Linked DNA regions of Oryctolagus cuniculus: region 1 is linked to region 2. The links are chromatin contacts, called in public Hi-C maps. All regions are on one chromosome and are shown on one strand. The core of a region is the stretch at or near the end of the contact, and the rest is flanking DNA. Distances in the headings are between cores, read along the strand shown. Region 1 holds the start of CCDC6 (coiled-coil domain containing 6). Region 2 overlaps CCDC6 (coiled-coil domain containing 6).

The links. A called contact is a pair of places that touch in the nucleus more often than the background predicts.
Region 1: a contact with region 2 is called in a Hi-C map of an unstated tissue, with 2.5 times the contacts expected there. The contact joins the promoter of CCDC6 here to the enhancer-like site in region 2. A contact is called at or near these places in 3 of 6 Hi-C or Micro-C datasets (ear pinna, psoas muscle and an unstated tissue).

Annotation. Positions count from the first base shown.
Region 1 is chr15:52,285,938-52,288,806 of mOryCun1.1, reverse strand. It overlaps CCDC6 (coiled-coil domain containing 6), which reads left to right and starts at 1,507. Exons shown (of 12, transcript XM_002718475.5): 1 at 1,507-2,866. The coding sequence starts at 2,552.
Region 2 is chr15:52,247,383-52,250,217 of mOryCun1.1, reverse strand. The region is part of intron 1 of CCDC6 (coiled-coil domain containing 6); the gene reads left to right. Among named protein-coding and RNA genes, the nearest start is that of CCDC6, 38 kb to the left of the region's middle. Within about 2 kb of position 1,412, at least 1 of the 8 cell types and tissues checked has an H3K27ac peak or open chromatin away from gene starts, as enhancers often do. A contact at or near this core is called in ear pinna, where this site is marked.

The DNA.
Region 1 (2,869 bases), core at 258-2,757, 38 kb before region 2:
ATGACATTATTGGTTTTGTAACTGTGCTTCTTTGTAATGCTATTACTGAACCAGTGTTGTGATAAATAGTCGGTTTATAAGGGAAATCACTTTTACAAGAAGTACAAAATTAGACACGCTTCTGCTTTGCAATAACAATAAAAACCACAGTGGAAAAAATATTCTCCAATTTATTCCCATCTGTATCAGCAGGAAGCTTTAGAAGATGACTTTCCCCCTAAAGTCTTCTAAACACGATTACTGCGTGCAAGTACCATGTCAAAATGCAGATTTCCTCCAAATCCTATTGAACACCAATACAGTCTTAAGCTTACCATGACGTGGGCCCTTTAAGAAAGCCAGGCGCTTCAAACTCCGCCCCTCTGCTGACTTGAAGCAGGCAAGCTGCTTTTCCAAAGCAGTTGGTTTAGTGATAAAGCTCAGAGAGAGCTAATTTGCCCCCTGCTCTGCCTGGAAGGAATGTTCCTGTTGCAATAAGCTCTAAAAGTGGAAGACTTAAGATAGGATGGAACAATAGTAACTTGTGAAGTATGGAAGCCAGACCCACTCTTAAGAGTCTATCACAGGGCTGAATAAACTGGAAAGAATGCTGTTAAATCGGCTTCCCCTGTGCTACTACTCCCTGCTAACTTTACTCTCCCTTTCTTACCCAGCAAGTGAGTTTTCCAGACACCCTTTCTGACTTAGCCAGCTGCTTGTCTTAGGTAGCAGCCCCTGAAAAGGCAAACTCAGGGTGGACAGACAAGTTTCAGTGGAAATTACACTGGATCCCCCCGTAACAATTTCTTACTTGCTGTTTTGGAAGAGCAGAACCAGGCACTTTGTTTCCCCTTCAATCACCAGCAGCGACTGAGTTCGGAAGTCCTCAGCCTCAAACCAAAGCATACCTAGGAGGACTCTGGGACTTAAAAGCAGTTGACTTTTCAGAGTTGTTTGCTAGGAGCAGCCATCTTGGTAAAAGATGATGTCATTTGGAACACTTGGCAGGTTAGTTTACTCCGAGGTACCAGTTTCCATTAGCTATTGAATAACCGTTTAACCATTAGATTGAATTTAGGTTGAGAGAGAGAGAGAGAGAGAGAGAGAGAGAGGAAATAAAGAAAATCATTAAAGTCATCTCTTTATTCTTACTAACACTTCATAAGTCTTTCCAAAAGTTCAAAGCAGTAAGAAAAATTTTGCACTTAAAAATGTGTTTTTTTTTCCTTTTCTGTTTCCATGTGTTTGTTCTTCCTTTGACTAAGCTTGGATAATAAAATTAGTCTGGTCAGTTTCACTTTCTAATTTTTGTACATAAGTGAAAGCTGTTTTGTGTCAACAGGGTAAAGTGTGTAGAATCATCTCACCTGCTGGACCAATTTTCTGCGAGCCTTTCTTTGGGAGGGGGGAGGAGAAATAAAAATATCTGACTTTTGGATTTTTTTTAATGCCTCAAAGCTAGAACCCTGAATTAGATCACATGAGAGTAATTAGCTTGCTTGATTTCTACCTAAGGTTTGATTTTGTTGTACCTGTGTATTATAATGTTATGTCTGCAGTTACTTTGGAAAATTGGCACTTAAAGAGATGTGTTTCAATCCTTCCACACAATGTTTCTCTTTTATTTTTTGGACTGGACTACTGTTAGTGTCTTAAGCCCATTGTGTGACGTGCTGGAACTGTCTGCAAGATGCAAAGCGAAAAAAAAAAAAAGACTTGCACCTTGCTTAAACAATTGAGCACAGTGTGGTGGGTGAGATTATTAGCGGGCGGTGCGCGTCTCCTGCAAATTCCTTCTTAACAAGGTTAACCTGTAGCTGCTGTTGTTCCACTGCGTTCAGCCTCCTCGCCGAACTTTCTGTGCCCGCAGCTCTATCCAAAGCCGAGCACTTCATTCAGGAAGATCAAACTGCGCGTTTGCGCGAAACAGACAGGGGGAGGCAAGCGCACAGGCAGCCGGCGGAAGATGGGGCCACCGCACGGCCGGGGCTGGATGCCGGAGCCGGGCTGACCTTTCCACGTGTCCCCAGCACCTGCGAGGCGGCCGGCGCATTGGTTTCCATTTTCCCCGGAGCAGGCGCGAGCCCGGAAGAGGTTGGGCGGTCGTGGGCTTAGGTCAGGGGTCTCGGAGGCCCTCCCTCGGAACACGTGCGGCCCGCGAGCCGCCGGTGAAGGGGCCGGCCCGGCCTTCCCGCACCAGCTGGGCCCGCGTATCCCCCGGCCCGCTGGCGGTGGCCCGGCGGCAGCGGCGGCGGGCGGGTCCCTGAGCTCTCGGCACGCTGTGCAAGGGCGGCCTAAGCGAGCGCGACAGGCCCGGCTGGAGCGAGCCCCAGTGCAATACTGCCCGAGCCCGGGCGGGGTCTCTGTTCTCTGGCAGAGGAGGTCCCTTGGCAGCGGGAAGCTCCCTCTCTTTCTCTCGCCGCCGCTCCGAGTCTGCGCCCTGGTGCCAGGCGCCCAGCTCGGCGCTCCCCAGTGCTCGCCCGGCGCCCACTCATTCGCAGCCCAGCCTTCGCCGCCGCCGCCTCCCTGCTCCTCCTCCACCTCCTCCTCCTTTCCCCAGCCCGGCGCGGCCATGGCGGACAGCGCCAGCGAGAGCGACACGGACGGGGCGGGGGGCAACAGCAGCAGCTCGGCCGCCATGCAGTCGTCCTGCTCGTCGACCTCGGGCGGCGGCGGCGGTGGCGGCGGCGGCGGCGGGGGAGGCGGTGGCGGTGGGAAGTCGGGGGGCATTGTCATCTCGCCGTTCCGCCTGGAGGAGCTCACCAACCGCCTGGCCTCGCTGCAGCAGGAGAACAAGGTGCTGAAGATTGAGCTGGAGACCTACAAACTAAAGTGCAAGGCGCTGCAGGAGGAGAACCGCGACTTGCGCAAAGCCAGCGTGACCATCGTG
Region 2 (2,835 bases), core at 163-2,662:
GCAGGACGATGGAACGGAGCTACCAAGTACAGGGCAGTGTTCTGGTATTGACGCCATCTGTGAAGGGACTTGGTGATGGACTGAGTGAACATAGGGACAGAGAGGGACAGAAGAACCAAAGCTCACTCCCAGATGTTTGCCTTGAGCAACTGGGTGCCTGCGTGCTTTGGCAAGATGGGACGGAATCAGAACCTGTATTTGCCACTGATTGTATCTCCAGTATTGTTACGATCTGCAGTTGGAAGTGGTAAGTAGACAGTTGGTTAAGAGCCCACAGGGAGGGGGAGCCTTTTCTGGCTAAGTGGCCTCAGTGACCCTCCTTGTCAAGTTCACTTAGCTGAAATCACGAGGACGTGACAGGTGTGAAGTATGCGCTTTCTGGTGGCTCCCCTTGGCTTTTGAAAGATAGACTATGGGGCCGGCGCTGTGGTACAGTGGGTAAAGCCACCACCTGCAGTGCCGGCATCCCATGTGGGTGCCGGTTCGAGTCCTGGCTGCTCCTCTTCTGATCCAGCTCTCTGCTGTGGCCTGGGAAAGCAGAGGAGGATGGCCCAAGTCCTTGGGCCCCTGCACCCACATGGGAGACCCAGAAGAAGCTCCTGGCTTCAGATTGGCATAGCTCCAGCCATTGCAGCCAGTTGGGGAGTGAACCCACAGATGGAAGACCTCTCTTTCTCTCTCTCTCTTTCTCCCCCCACCCCACCCCACCTCTCCTCCTTTCTCTGTGTAACTCTGACTTTCAAGTAAATAAATCTTTTTAAAAAAAAAAAAGAAAGAAAGAAAAACTAGAAGGTATCCTTTAGAGTTGTAGGGTGTGTCGGGATCTCTGGGACCACTCTGAGGTTCGAAGATAGTCTAGGAGGACTCACAAGGCTCAGTATGTAGTCATATTCGTGGCTAGGCTTTATTGCTGCAGAGGACTGGAACCGAATCAGGAAAGAGACCATGCATGGGATGAAGTCCAGAGACAACCAAGCACAAGACTCCTGAGAGCCCAGTCCAGGAGAGTCACAGGATGTGCCTCGTTCCTCCAGCATTGACTTGCGAGCCATGTGTTGCCTACCAGGGAAGCTCGTTAAAGGCTCAGAGCCCAGGGTTTTTTATGAGGGCTGATCATGTGAGCCGTCTCCGTTTGGCGAGTCCTGAAATTCCACGCTCTCAAAGGAAAGCGGGTGTTCCCCATCGGGCACAGTGAAGCTGCTTGTGTCAGGGTGCAGGAATGCTCCTTACGTCTGCGTTCCCAGCCGCCAGCCAGGGGCCAACCTTGTCAGCAGGCCTCTGAAAGGATAAGAGTTAGGCCTGTTCCTGGTAGCTCTTCTCTGCACCCAGGGAGTGTGCCTCTTCCTACCCTGCAGTTTCTCTGTAGATGTGAATCCACGTCCCCCTGGCTCGCTTGAGCAGACCTGCCCCTGTGGCTTCTTTGACAGACCTGCCTGGATTCAGTATCCACACGAGGAGGGAGAAGATGTGCAGGAAGCGAGTATGCTATCAGGAAACATGCATTCTCCCGCTGGAAGGTAGTGGTAGCCAGAGCACACAGTGGCTCTTGCCCCTTCTTAAATTACCCGTCAGTCACCCAACATTCAGTTACCTTTAGTGTGGGAAAGGAAATTATCAGGTATCTCCTTTGCTATAGGCGAGCTGCCTTGTGATGCTCTGGCATTGTGTGCCAGCACAGATAACGTTGGCTTTAGTTGCAAGGGTGGCAGCTTTGGGCTTCTGAAGTGTGATGCTGCAACTCCTGGAGATGAGCAGATGGCATTGGTCCTGAACCGGTGAGGTTAGGCCATAAAAGGACTAGGTAGGAGACTTGGAGCCAGCCCAGGCTTCCAGTTTGGATCGTCACCTTCATACTTAGTATTTTAGATCCCTGGGCAAGGACCTCGAACTGTCTGAGCACATCTCCCTCCACCTGAGGTAGGCCTGAGATGCGTAGCATTGGTATGCACGCTGAATGAGAGGAGTATGGATGAGCCGGCTGTATGCAGTTTCTGTGTTTGTGTACGTTTCTGCTCCTCACTGTTCAGCAGGTGCGTGAGTGCTTAGGTGCCAGACTTAGGCTGCCTCCTGTATTTCTTCTGTTCCTCTAGTGGGTCCAATACTCAGCATTTTCGTCTGAGCAACTTAATCCCCTTTAAAATCTATTCTTCAGGCTATTTATGCAGCCAGTTGCTAAATGTATGGATGAATGATGGTGCTTTTCCTTAATTACCAGGAGATCATGTACCCCTTCAGGGCAGGGACAGTGTCTGGGGCATTCACTGCCGAATCCACATGGCACTTACAATGCAGGAGACACTTTGCACTATTGAATTAAATTCCACAGATCTGATGGCTGTAGCCTTCTTCCTCTTCTTGCAGCTGTCTGGCTAGGAACTTCCCATGAGGGAAAGCTGAAGGGGAGTGCTTTCTGTCAGGCGTGGGGACGTGGGCAGGTTTCCTGCCCTAGCGAAGCTTTGGGTTGGCCCACAGTGGTGTGTGGCCAGTGCTCAGTTTGGAATGAAATTCAGTGTGCAAGCAAACCTACAGTCAGGCAACCTCCAGGGTGAGCTTGATGGCCAGGGCTTTATTCTTTGCTTGAAGGTTTTGCTTGTTTTTCTTTCCTTTAACATTTTGCTGTCTTTGGGAATACATCTTGCCGGGGTGGGGGGGTGGAGGAATGGGCAGGGCCATGCATTCCTGTCTTTTTGGCCTGTAACTGGCCTTACTGCCCGGTCCAGAGGTCACTTTATCTCAGAGCTCCCCCTGTTGATTGGTTGTTAGAGGCGATGCTTAACAAGTTAAGCCCAAGTGGCAACAACCAAGAAGCAGCTTGCATTTTTCCCAGCCTGGAGC